2 separate regions of the Mus musculus genome follow, and region 2 is linked to region 1. A link is a contact called in public HiChIP or PLAC-seq data. All regions are on one chromosome and are shown on one strand. Each heading gives the region's core, a stretch centred on a gene start, on an enhancer-like site or on the middle of the called end of the contact. The rest is flanking DNA. Distances are from core to core; before and after follow the strand shown. Region 1 overlaps Ogfod1 (2-oxoglutarate and iron-dependent oxygenase domain containing 1). Region 2 has its middle 7.8 kb from the start of Gm39228.

What was found. HiChIP or PLAC-seq counts read pairs in DNA pulled down with a chosen protein or histone mark.
Region 2: an H3K27ac HiChIP or PLAC-seq map of embryonic stem cells shows a contact between it and region 1, with 7 read pairs. The contact joins two enhancer-like sites. A contact is called at or near these places in 13 of 484 Hi-C or Micro-C datasets (the C2C12 cell line, Th2 cells, bone marrow-derived macrophages and 10 more), 9 of 115 datasets of contacts at active chromatin or transcription factors (bone marrow-derived macrophages, craniofacial prominence, embryonic stem cells and 1 more) and 4 of 9 other capture datasets (adipose tissue, embryonic stem cells, liver and 1 more).

Annotation. Positions count from the first base shown.
Region 1 is chr8:94,067,614-94,070,451 of GRCm38.p6, reverse strand. It overlaps Ogfod1 (2-oxoglutarate and iron-dependent oxygenase domain containing 1), which reads right to left. Exons shown (of 13, transcript NM_177767.4): 13 at 2,530-2,838. Bbs2 (Bardet-Biedl syndrome 2 (human)) reads left to right here. Exons shown (of 17, transcript NM_026116.3): 16 at 342-490; 17 at 2,070-2,500. The coding sequence ends at 2,176. Among named protein-coding and RNA genes, the nearest start is that of Bbs2, 29 kb to the left of the region's middle. Within about 2 kb of position 1,456, at least 7 of the 459 cell types and tissues checked have an H3K27ac peak or open chromatin away from gene starts, as enhancers often do. A contact at or near this core is called in embryonic stem cells, where this site is marked.
Region 2 is chr8:94,189,843-94,192,542 of GRCm38.p6, reverse strand. No RefSeq gene overlaps it. Among named protein-coding and RNA genes, the nearest start is that of Gm39228, 7.8 kb to the right of the region's middle. Within about 2 kb of position 1,257, at least 150 of the 459 cell types and tissues checked have an H3K27ac peak or open chromatin away from gene starts, as enhancers often do. A contact at or near this core is called in embryonic stem cells, where this site is marked.

The DNA of each region.
Region 1 (2,838 bases), core at 207-2,706:
CACTTGTTTTCTATTTATCTGGGAAAAAAGAGAGGGTATGTTTAAGGAAACTTTTGGATGTTTTCAAAGCAGTAATTAGTCTGTATTAGTGAGAATACAACTAAAAATGTGCCTGCCTGCCCTGCCCTGCCCTGCCCTGCCCTGCCCTGCCCTGCCCTCGCCCCCTCTCTTGCCCCACCCTCTCCCTCCCTCCCTCCCTTCCTTCCATTCTTTTGAGCCCAGGCTCTCACTAGTGGCCCAGGCTGGCTTTGAACTGTGCGCCATCATGCTTGGCTATTCTCCTTTTCAGTGAGTCAGAGGCTTGTTGAGTGTTGATGCCAGGCTTCTATTGATTTACACAGGAAAACAATGAAGAGTCGTTACATGGAGCTCTATGACCTTAATAAAGATTTGCTGAATGGATACAAGATTCGCTGTAACAACCACACAGAACTGCTAGGAAACCTGAAGGCGGTGAACCAAGCAATCCAAAGAGCAGGCCGTCTGCGCGGTAAGTCTTTCCCTGGTACCTGATTTGCCTATGGTATTTTGAAAACATGAGGGTCACAGAAGATTGTGGATACATTATAAAACTCACACTGAAGCCCAAAGCAGCCTTCCTTCAACACTCCAGAGCTGGCCCTGGCTTCTACTACTCAACCCAGGACTTTAGTTTTCTCTAGACAGATTTTTGGTTTTATTGTTCTGTTTTTTAAAGAAATAAAGCCTTGCAGGGCATGGTGGCATACACCTTTAATCCCAGCACTTAAGAGGTAGAAGAAGCAGGCAGATCTCTTGTTAGTATAGGCCAGCCTGACCTACAGAATGAGTCCCAGGACAGCCAAGGCTACATGAAGAAACCCTGTCTCAATAAATAAATAAATAGCCGGGCGTGGTGGCTCACGCCTTTAATCCCAGCACTTGGGAGGCAGAGGCAGGCGGATTTCTGAGTTCGAGGCCAGCCTGGTCTACAGAGTGAGTTCCAGGACAGCCAGGGCTACACAGAGAAACCCTGTCTCGAAAAACCAAAATCCAAAAAAAAGAAAAAAAGGAATAAAACCCTAAATTCCTTTTCTAAGATCTTGCTGTAGCTGCTAAAGCAGCAATTATCACCCTGTGGGGTGTGACCTCTCTGGAGGTCACATATCAGAAAATTACAATTTATAACAGTAGCAAAAGTGGTTATGAGTAGCAAAGAAATAATTTTATGGTTGGGGGTAACCACAACATGAAGAATTAACTATATCACAGGGTTGCAGCATTAGGAAGGTTGAGAACCACTGTCCTAAAGGAAAACTTAGTTTTATAATCCAAAGGAAGAAAATAACTTTGTAAGTTAGGGACGGAAAAAAACAAAACAAAACAAAAAAAAACCAACAACTGAAAATAACTTGGGCAAGCATCCATCTTGGAAGCGTAGAGAGTTGTGGGATAGGCCACAGGAAATGGAAATGCGGCCGGAGAGCTGCTGATTCCGCTGCTTCGATCAAGCTGCCTTTGTTAGGAGTGCAAGCTGAGTCATCTCTACAAACCTACTTTGATTCTGGCTTGGGATGACCTCTAAGTTTTTTTGTAATAAATTCTGTCTTTCCTAGAAGGTAGCAAGTTTTTTTTGTTTTTTTTGTTTTTTTGTTGTTTTTGTTTTTTTTTCGAGACAGAGTTTCTCTGTATAACCCTGGCTGTCCTGGAACTCACTTTGTAGACCAGGCTGGCCTCGAACTCAGAGATCCACCTGCCTCTACCTCCCGAGTGCTGGGATTAAAGACGTGAGCTACCACACCCTGCAGGAGGTAGCAAGTTAGCTATGTATATGTATATGTAATTCTTTTCTACCCTGGTTTTATGCTGTCTTCAAACTGTCCTTACCCCCCACCTCTTTTCTTTCAGACAGGGTTTCTCTGTTTAGCCCTGGCTATCCTGGAACTCACTCTGTAGACCAGGCTGGCCTTGAACTCAAAGATCTGCCTGCCTCTGCCTCCAGAATGCTGGGATTAAAGGCGTGCGCCACCAACCTGGCTTGGCTTTGAATCTCTAATTTCCCTTTTAATCATATTTTGGGAAGCACCGACTCAATGTTTTTTCTCACACAGTTGGAAAGCCAAAGAACCAGGTGATCAGTGCTTGTCGGGATGCGATTCGAAGCAACAACATCAACACCCTCTTCAGAATCATGCGAGTGGGCACTGCTCCTTCATAGGAGACAGGGAAAGAGGAAGGAAGCCCCTGCAAAAGGTCTAGACACGGAGCCTGGCTGGCTCCCGATCACAGCCTGGGCATCCAGCTGCTAAGGATGAAACCATGCTAACTGATACAGCTAAGGACAAAGCACTCCGGCTGAAAGCCTCCTTCATTGATATCAGTGGTGTTGCTGATTTGTATCTTAAAATATATCACCATTTCAGAATTTAACTTGTTTTTGTACATAAAGTTAGTGTATGAATTTATTCCCCCCGAAATTGTTACTGAAATTTAAAATGGAGTACCTACTTTTTCATTAAAAATAAAAGGCACTGGTCTTCCTTGTTGTTGTTTATAAATTACCACCATAGCAGAAATGCACAAACACTTTTATTTTGTGGGGAAAACAAAAAATACAGACATCCATTTTTTTTTATCACTCAAATGTATGTGTAAACATTTATATTAAGGGAAAACAAATCTAAAGGCAGTCTATCAGTTGGGGTAGCATTAGCTGGAATACAGATCTCCAAACGCATCTCTGGCTGCTCCTTTTTATTCTTAAGGAGCCACTGAAAACTGTTTTCATTCTTGTCTGCAGCGGCGGCCTTAGTGGCTCCCTCTGAGCCCAGCCTGACAAAGTGCCTTACAACCTTGTATTTACCCAACAGGAGAGAGGGA
Region 2 (2,700 bases), core at 8-2,507, 120 kb before region 1:
CCTAGGCTAGGCTAGCCTGGAACTCACCATGTAGTCTAGGCTAGATTGAACGTGTTGCAATCCTCCTGCCTAAGCCTCTTAAATGCTGGTGAGGGTCTAGAAGTCAGATAGAGCCCTGAGAGGCAGACAATAAAAAGAGAAGCCACCACTAGGTGACAAAAATGGCGAACCCAGGCTTCTTCTTTACCCTTCTGACCAAGGCCTAACATCTTTTTTTTTTCTTTTTTCTTTATTTATGTAAGTACACTGTAACTTTTTTCAGACACACCTGAAGAGGGCATCAGATCTCATTACAGGTGGTTGTGAGCCACCATGTGGTTGCTGGGATTTGAACTCAGGACCTCTGGGAGAGCAGTCAGTGCTCTATTAACCGCTGAGCCAACTCTCCAGCCCGGTTTATCATTTTCTAAGTCTAGTTTTCCGCTATTCCTGTCAACCTCATGGATCCCGAAGTCCTTTTTTAATGAATTTGCCTTGCCTAATTTACCTAGACCTCACCCCTGCAGCTTGTGCCCAGAGAATCCCAGATGGTATAGGGCTTGCTTTCAGAATTCACACAGTACGGTGGGTGCCCTCTCAGAAGATGTCCAGCCACCCCGCATCCCTTGAAAAATGAGATATACAGCATTTCCCATGGAAACGCAAGTCCCAGGCTTGGCCCACCAGTTCTTGTGGCTGCCATTTAGAATAGGTTCTTTACAGTCACACATGTCACTCTAGTTACACACACGCCCTGGGGGCCCTTTTGTTAGATGCTCCACGTGCATTTTGAATTTACACTCTTCAGAAGAGAGAATCTAACTGGTTTCTCTCTTTTGAACTACTATGGATTATATAGGGTTGGATAGGGTATCATGCCAAGCCCTCAGACTTAACTTCCTGCTTCCTCCGCTCATCCACCGACAGTTTCCCTGCTGTGGGCAAGACGTGGTCACGTGAAGGAGTGAGTGAGGGCCTTAAAGATGGCTCAGTGGGTGAAGGTACCTTTTAGCCAAACTGGGCGATCTGAATTTGATCCCTAGGACATGGTGGGCGAGAACTACCTCCTAAAAATGATCTCTGCCGTGCATACACTTGTCATGCCACATGCACATGAATGTGCGCACACACTCCCCCTAAGTGTAATAAACAGCGTGATTGGTGCGGTTCTGAGTTCCGCTTCCTCCCTCGGGGTGTCTAAGCACCACTGCACACTCCGGGGGTCAGGATGGGGGCATGAAGCGGACGGAACCCGGAAGGGTTGCGTCAGCAGGATCTCGGTCCAGCTGTGAGTTGGGGGCGGGGCTTCTCCGAGGATTTCAGAGTTAGAGCTCTTTTACATGGTGTTCAGTGACTCAGCTTTCTTAGCAGATGACCTGCAGCGAAACTGCTTGCTCCTTTAAATTAGAGGTGAACAAAGGTCATATGAACTGTGAGGAGTGGTTTTCAGGGTGAGAGTAAATTATTGGCTGTGGCGGGGGTGGGGGGTAGGGGGTGGGAATCGGAATGCTTCATTTACATGGAGAGGAATTCCAGGTGCTTTGGAGGCAGGTTCTTAATGGGAGAGATGGAAGTTGAACCTTGGCCACGGACTACATGACTTTCCAGGGGTAGAGGATATGTGCAGGGTCTTGCTCTCCAGATAAGGTCAGGCAAAGAAGGGAAAGCCCCACAGAGAAAGGTAGTCCTCCACTTTGTGCCAAGCTCAGAACCTATCTGGACATGGTGGACTGCCGACCTTAATTGTAGGGTCTTCCAACAAGTAGAGATGTCTTCTGACCTCGTGGCTTCTCCCAAGAGGCCCACACATCTGTCTTAGCTTATTCCATACCAACTACCCTAAAGTCGGGGGGGGGGGGGGACAGGAATGGAGCCATTTAAAGATGGAGATGTTCAAACTGTAGTGGTCCAGCTCAGAAGCAACGCTCTGACGTGGTAACTGATCCCCAAATAACACGATGTAGGTGCAGCTTGCCAGGACTGTAGCCATCTTGATTATCCCTGTGACTATCCTGGAGTAACCCTAGTTAGTGGTCACTGCACAATTTCTTAGCAAACCATGAGTTGATAAGGTGGAGTCATTTATGAGACTTTGCAGTCAGACTGGCAGGATGCACCCGGCTCTTCATGATCATCTTAAGATAAGCCAGCTACCTTCCAGTAGTGTCAAGTCACTTTTGTTCAAGCCTTTAAACTCCCAACTGAGTCAAAATGTGGGATGCCAAATTGGACATTCTGGTGCCTGGGTCCACACTTCTGTCCGTAAATTCCCCCAGTAATTGTCACTCGTTAATTCTAGATGTGTCTGCATCTCTTTGACCTCACAGCCCCTTGTCCTCATCTTTTAGGACTGGGTTGTTCTGGAGGAAACAGAGCCTTGAAGACTTCTATCAGGGGGTCTGTTATATTTATATTTCCTCTCCTCTTGGAAGCTGAGTGGGGTTGGACCTGATTAGTATGTGACTGGCAGACAGTATCCGATACATGCTCATTTAACTTAGAGCACACTTATAGATTGCCTGCTGACTGCCACACACCATGGCTGGATGAGAGGGAGAGAGTCCTGAGTCCCTGATATGTGCCAGGGACTGTTCTAGACACATTCAGGTTCATGGCAGCCCCGTGTGCTCCCCATGATGAGACATGGGACTTGGCCACATGTCATCCTAAGACATGTCCCCAAGACAGGCTACTTGACATCCTAAGTGGGGGAGTGGGTCT